2 separate regions of the Columba livia genome follow, and region 1 is linked to region 2. The links are chromatin contacts, called in public Hi-C maps. All regions are on one chromosome and are shown on one strand. The core of a region is the stretch at or near the end of the contact, and the rest is flanking DNA. Distances in the headings are between cores, read along the strand shown. Region 1 has its middle 51 kb from the start of COPRS. Region 2 has its middle 8.8 kb from the start of TRNAT-CGU.

Region 1 (3,544 bases), core at 828-3,327, 100 kb after region 2:
GAACAAGAAGAGCTCTGATACATACTTTGTGTTCTGAGTTTTTCCCTTTGTGCCTCAGGATGTGTTACAGTCAGGATGGGCAAAACCCTGAGGCCACTTCATCAAAAACCGTCAGCTGTCCACTAGACAAATTGGATGATTTTTCAGTTATTCTTTGCTCCTTTTTCAATTTATGTATTACAAAAAATCATTAATGATATTTCTCTATAATGAGAAGTATCCATAGACTATGATAACATTTTAAATGAAAAATTAAACTAGTCGCAAGATACAAAACATCCCGTTTTGAAGAAAACCACATTTTAGTGAATTTTTATTTTAGTAAAGGACCATTTCTCAATGAAAATATTTAACAATGAAAAATGTCTTTTTTTGTGTGTTATGCTTTCAAAATTCTAAAAACTGCACAGGAAAGAAGAGGGGAAGGAACGAAGGGGGAAGAGGTTCGGATGGGAAATGGATCCTCTACCCTTTAAAAACTTTACCAATTGATATCAAATTCTCAAGCCGATCTGATTTATAGTGGTGATCTTAAAGACGTAAAATTCATCTTTAAACACAACCTTAGCTAACTATGGAGCACTTGCAAGCAATAATAAAGCATCTAAATCCCCTAAGAAAGTCCTATTGTTTTAATACGAGCACCAAATTTATATGACCATTTTAAGGCACAAATGATTACTCAGTTGCTGCTGTCACCCCAATGACAGTATTTTAAGAGACTTTAGGAAAAACTCTTCCAGAAGCAATTGCTTCATCTTCTATAAAAAGTGGCGCAAGGCGTTCGGTAAGACAGCATTCACATCGGAGCAGCTCAAACCCCCAAAGCAAACATGAAATGAGGATTCCTTGTGGACCTTTTAATAGTCCCATAACTTTTTTTTTCTTGCCTTTTTTGGTTTTCAAATCATATACATCATTTTTTTACTGCCAATAAAGTTTACCGGTATTTTCACAGCTAACTCACAGTGGAAATCGGAGCCAGGGATTAAGGAGGATGCAATTCTTTTACAGTTCTTTGGAGCTGGCACCCAACAGGTACGGCCTGAGCACAGGGGACAAAACCAGAAACCTTGGAGGGCAGCCTGGGTCTGGGGGTGTGTTTTATTAACCACAGTGTGCCACATGGGCTGAAATCCATCCTTTTAGCAAGAAGCGGGCAAAAAAATGAGATCCGTGTCATGTATGCCTTGTTTGGAGAGCTTAAAGGGGAGATGAGTGGCAGGGCAGCTTCGATTGCATCTGACTTGAGTCAAATCCAATTAATAAAAGAATTGCAAAATCAGAGTAGGGGGCAGAAAATCCTCATTTCCTTGCAATAACTCCGAGGGTGCTGCTGCCAGTCACCCGGCTGCTCCGCATCACGGCTGCCGGTTACTTATTCTTTCCAAAAATAAAGTGAAAAAGATTTCTGTTGGAAATGATCGCCCTTGGAAGTCTCTAAGTGAGCAGTGATGTGATCACACCTGCGCTCCCCTGTAGCTTTAACATTTTCCTTTGTCATATATTTGCTAAACTTTCTCAGTCTTTTGCAGCTGCGGCTGTTTCCAGTCCTGCCTATGGCACTGCCGCTGCAGCAGCAGCAACAACAAATAATAACAATTAAAAAATCCAGTTATCTCAGGAAAAGTACTAAACGATCGGGTGTTTAACGAATTTGAAATATAAAGATTTGAAATACCAAACATATGGTATTAATATAGTGCACAAACCAAGGAATGATGTTGTGCCCCGGTCGCCAGCTCTGCTCAGCCAGGACAAGCCCTTTCTCCCCCTGTGCCTCAGTTTCCCTGGCGGGATGTGCTGCTCGCCATGCGCCTGGCACAGGGGGAGTCTCCAGCAACGCTGGGAGCTGGGGTAGGAAATAGGTGGAATTCCTGAGCCTGTCGGAAGGGCTGGCGGCAGCAATCCCACAGACTGCATGGAAACAGGCGTGTTGCTTTGTTTACCTCAGGCTTTATTTTTTAAAGCACCGTGACAGCTCTGAGACTCGCTGTGTCTCAGACTAATCTGTTTTCCCCTCAACACCTTGCAGCAAGCCGGCCGCCAGCTTCACATCCAGGGGGGTCAGAGCCCCCGCAGGGACGGACGCGCTCGAGCGCTGGACGGGCCGAGCGGAGCAGCGGGACCAGCACGGTCTGACCCTCCCGCAGCCGCTCTCCACGCTCAGGAGCTCCCCAGATCTCGGCCTTGGCACTCAGCGCGTTCCAAATCTCAACACACGCACCTCCGAGAGCCAAGGCAGCAAAGCTTCGAGAAAGCAAAGCAGCCGAAATGAAATACTGCCTTGTTTGCTGGCACTTCACTTTTGTCCAGGTTAGAAATGGGAGGCTCGCGTTTCTGCGTGACTCTGTGCAAAATAAACTCTAGGGCAGAACAATGAAAATCCTATTATGCAACACGGATTCATGAGCCTCATGTTAGGCTGGATTTATCTCATGAGTATTTTACCAATATTTCTAACACTAGACATTTTAAAAGTCATGAGTCGGGCTTCTTAAAAATCACAAATTGGGAGGTTTTTTTCAACATCTCAGTCATGTTTTCAGGCTCCTTTGAAAACCACAAAAACAAGAAACTTGCTGGGGTTTTTTATATGAGAGTTGAGTCTTAAGCAACATCCTAACTCTAGGTGCTGGGACTTTCCAAATAACACTAATTAATGCAGCACTTATCATAAGATCCTGAGAACAGATCCCATAACTTTTGTAGGATAAACAATAATGAAATTAATCATTACCGTAATTATAACTAGATGTGGGGCTTCAGACACCACCAAATAAAAAATCACTCATAAATGGGAATCCTTAACTTCTCCCAAGTTTTGCTTAATCCCAGTTTGTTTTCTGTTTAGATTGTAAACTTGCTTGGGCTGAACCTTTCCTTCATATTGTTTATACAGCATCTGGCACATGAGGAGAGTGAACCTGTTTGGAGCTTCTGAACATTGACATAAACCAAAAATCACCAGTGTGGGGGGAATTTTCTTTGGGATCGCAACATATGGGCGGAAGTTTCCTGATGAGAACTATCGAGAAGTTATTGTGTGCATTCCGTTTTTCTTTTCATTACAAAATGTAAATTTACATCCAATATTTTTCTTTACCAGCCAAGCAGTCTCAAAGCAGCAAAGCTCGCAGACCAGCTCCCTGCGCAGATTCCAAGTTATATACCAGTATAACAGGTAGAAAAACAGGGCTGGCAGCTCATGTCATCAACATCCTCTCTGCTACCACAGCCCAGGAAGGATCAGAGTCGGGAGGAAAAGAAATTGGTACCGTTTAGGGGACAGAGGAGCCCCAGAATGAAGTGAGGAGCACGCCAGGCCCTCCTGCCAACGATCTCAAGTCTTCATGCAGGAGGCCGGCAGCCCCGCTGCTCGCAGCACCCGCGGGCCGCCCCCGGCCCCTGGCAGAGCCTGCATCTCAGCTGGGAGAACCCAGAGCATTTCCAGCCCTCTCCAATACACATCTGTGTTTATTATTTTTTTTGCCCACCAGACTGACAATGAGCAACCCTGTTCGTATATTTTCTAAAAGAGAGC
Region 2 (3,414 bases), core at 553-3,052:
TGCTCAGCATTGGTCTGTGGTGTTATGAGTAGCTCTTTGATACAGCCAAAAAGCAAGAATAGTATTTAAGGAAAAAGAGAGAATGAAATTAAGAGGTTGGCAGCTGTAACTTGCAGCCTCTGTAAGAGCAACAGTCTCTTAATATCTAAAACCCATTGAGACCTTTTCTTGTTCAACCCAAGTGATTTCTACTGAAGGGCATCCATGCCTTTCACCAGAGAAAAGGTGTCTTTTACAGTTTTTGGAAGTCTTCATTTCTACCAGTACTCACTGGGCATCATCACTGCAGAACAAATTCCTGGGTGTCACCGTTCCACATGGTCAAGAAATTTTTCATTTCTGTACCTTCCACCAGTATGTCTTATTTCCAAAATGTTTATACAACTTCTTCTCTCTTTCAAATCTTTTTGCCCATGGTCCATGATTCAATTTGCATTCTACTATTGGTTTTAAACAACATGTTCCTTGGCTCTAAATATTCATCAGGCTTCCAGCCAAGGAACACACTCTTCTGTGTAGAGGATGGCTTCGCAGTGTTGATCAAGAGGAGCAGTTACATGACAGATCAGGTTGTCTCTGTCCTGTTCTATCCATGCAAGCAAGGTAGAATCACTTGCCACATCCATAATGATGCTGATGCCATAAAGCTCTGAGCACAGAAAAGCTTCTAGTTCAACCTGCGTACACATGGTTGCTTCAGTATAGAGGAAAAAGAAATCCAAAGACGACAGCAGGGATGTGCATTCGTGTCCTGATGAATTCAAATATTTAAAAGAGGAGTCTCTGGATGCTGCCTTTGAGGCTTTCCTGCCAGGTACAGAAGATGTGTTGCCGGTGTGTTGACAATCCTGTCCCATCAATGTGAGCTCATTCTGGTTTGTGCCTCTTGTGGGCCTGCTGGTCAACTTGACGGAGCTGTGTTCCTGCTTTGATCTTCAGTGAAGATCACCTTGCTTGCTGTCTTCTCGCAGGAACAGTGAGTGATCTCCTCTGTAGGACAAAACCTTGCAAGCCATCCTCCATGTTTCTGGTGGCTTCAAAATGCTACTAAATTGGTTGCTACTTTGCTGTCATGCTGGAAGTAAGCTGTCCAGGGGTTTGGTCGTGCAAGTAACTTAAAATGCCTGTGGTATGTTCATGTTTTGTCCTGTTTTCCACAGTTTGGTGTTTGGAGGATCTGTAGCAAAGCTCAAAGGGAGGTGTGGTAACTCTCCAGTCCCCTGTAACGTGTGGGTAGGGCCCGCACATGCTGGGTTGGTATCCAAAGCATATAAAAGTTTCATTCCAAGAAGTCCAGAAAGCTGGAAAATATGAGGCAGGTGTGGAGGTGCAGAGGAATAATGTAAGACTGAAAAGCAGGAAGAAGTAAATTCTCTTTTTTATGGCATTTCAGCTGCCCCTTTTGTCTTGACCCCACAGTACTGAGGGACCTGTGAGATTTTTTTAAAACGCTTTTTTAACTGAATGTGTGTGTAAATGAGTAGGTCTTTGCAAAACCTCTATAGAATGTATACATTGTATAGCTTTACTTTGTGCAGAGATTCTGATCACTTAGCCTTACTGGATATGTAAATGAAAAGGCCCCGGACACACGGGAGGGCAGAGTGTGTCCCCTGACAACCCTATGACAGAGGCAAGCTGTCTGCATGACTGCTTCTGGGCATGCAGGAGAACGCTGGCCATACGCGGACACGTATCGGGGACAGTTCGGGGAGATGCTGGCTGCGCGCAGACCCGGTACTCGCGGGGTGCGGAGGGGCTGCTGCGCTCGGGGCAGCGATCTCCGCGGGGATCCCCAGGGCTTGTAGCGCGGCCGCGAGTCTTCCAGCGGCTGTAGCGCCGCAGAGGAAGGGAGGCTCCGGCGGCTCCTCGGCGTGGCTGGCCTGCGCGGCCGGCCAGACCCCGCTCCGCCGCACAACACCCCCTCGCCCCGGTTCCGGTCCCGGTCCCGCTCTGCCGCGCAGCCCCCGGTCCCGCCGCGGTCCCCGCCCGGCGCCAGCCGCGGCCGGCGCAGAGTGGCCGCCAGAGGGCGCCCTCCGCCGCCGGTGTGCCGCGGGGCGCGCAGGTCGGCGCGGCGGGGCTGCCCCGGCGGAGGCGCCGGCGGGAGGAGCGCGGGGAAGGGCGGGAGGCGACCGGCTGCGCGGCGGGACGGCGGCGGGCACCGGCGCCCATTTCCTGCCTTGTGCGGGGCCGGATGGGCCAGCGGAGCGTCGGGGAGGGCAGGGGGTGGGGAGGGCGGCCTGGGAGAGCCTCCAGCTCTGCCGAGCTGAGCTGCAGCTGCCCGGCGCAGGGGTGGGGACTGGCCGCTTCCTTAAACGGCGCGGGAGCGGCGGAGCGGGCCCGCACCGCCCCGGTGTGCCGGGCCGCGCCGACCCTCCCGGGACGCAGCCGCAACACGTGGAGCAAACTTTCGAGGGACGTGTGTCTGCCGCAGGACAGAAACTCCGCCGCATCGGGATTGCGCCTTAATGTTGCACGGAGCGGCTCGTCTGTGTCTGGTTTGGTGATTTTTGGGTGTTGGTTTTTGGCCTTTTTTTTTGTTTCTAATTGCTGCTTTTGGGCATTCTGGTGTTTTTTCTTTTTCCCTCTTCTTTCTCCTACTTCTCTGCTTTTTGTTGGGTCGGGACGCAGCGTTTGAAAAGCCGAGCGAAATGTTGCAACGTCCCTTGTGGCAACGATTTTTTTTTTTTTTTTCTTCTTCAATTTTGCCTTTTGGAAGGGCACAGAGGAAGGGTGGAAAAAATCTCAACGTGATCAATACCCCTTTAAATACCCATCTGCGAGGAACTGGGCAGCGGGAGGCAGGAGAGGGGCTTCTCCCTACTTGGTTGTAGTTCAGCCCGAGTCCTTCCTGTGCGTAATCCCGAGGACCTGCGGGCCTGGGGAGGGGAGGCGGCCGCAGGGTTCCCCCCCGAGCCCCTTTCCCCTGCTTCCTCCTCAGAGCAGGTAACTGAGGCTCTCGGGCTTTTTTGGCCGTTTGAGCTGTACAGGGTGTTGTCTCTTTTTTTTTTTTTCCCTTTTCCCCGCGTACGAAGTTCCCGCAGGATCGGAATCGGCGGTGCCGAGTCGCGATGCTCTGCGGGGCCCGGCCCGAGGTTCGGTGTTGGCTCCGGGGTGTCTGCGCTCCGGGACCGGCCGCGTCCCCTCCTGCCCCGGCCCGGCCCAGCTCGCAAGTTCGGGGAGGGGGCGGCGCGGATCGCTGCCTGCCCCGGCCGGGAGCGGTGGGTGCTGCCGGGGGCATGGTCGCACTCCGGCCGGGTCCCCGGTGGCCCCGGGGTGGGGGCTGGGGCTCTGCGGTGGCACCGGCCGGAGAGAGGAGTTCAGTTAAAAGAATTAGAAATAAGAAATTGCAACCTGCGCCTGATGGGCGAGTTGAGGGCTGGGTCTTTGCGGGCGAGATGAGAGGTTTGTGTC

What was found. A called contact is a pair of places that touch in the nucleus more often than the background predicts.
Region 1: a Hi-C map of liver shows a contact between it and region 2, with 2.9 times the contacts expected there. The contact joins two enhancer-like sites. A contact is called at or near these places in 2 of 2 Hi-C or Micro-C datasets (crop and liver).

What each region holds. Positions count from the first base shown.
Region 1 is chr18:10,152,019-10,155,562 of bColLiv1.pat.W.v2, forward strand. No RefSeq gene overlaps it. Among named protein-coding and RNA genes, the nearest start is that of COPRS, 51 kb to the right of the region's middle. Within about 2 kb of position 2,078, at least 1 of the 3 cell types and tissues checked has an H3K27ac peak away from gene starts, as active enhancers do.
Region 2 is chr18:10,050,114-10,053,527 of bColLiv1.pat.W.v2, forward strand. No RefSeq gene overlaps it. Among named protein-coding and RNA genes, the nearest start is that of TRNAT-CGU, 8.8 kb to the left of the region's middle. Within about 2 kb of position 1,803, at least 1 of the 3 cell types and tissues checked has an H3K27ac peak away from gene starts, as active enhancers do.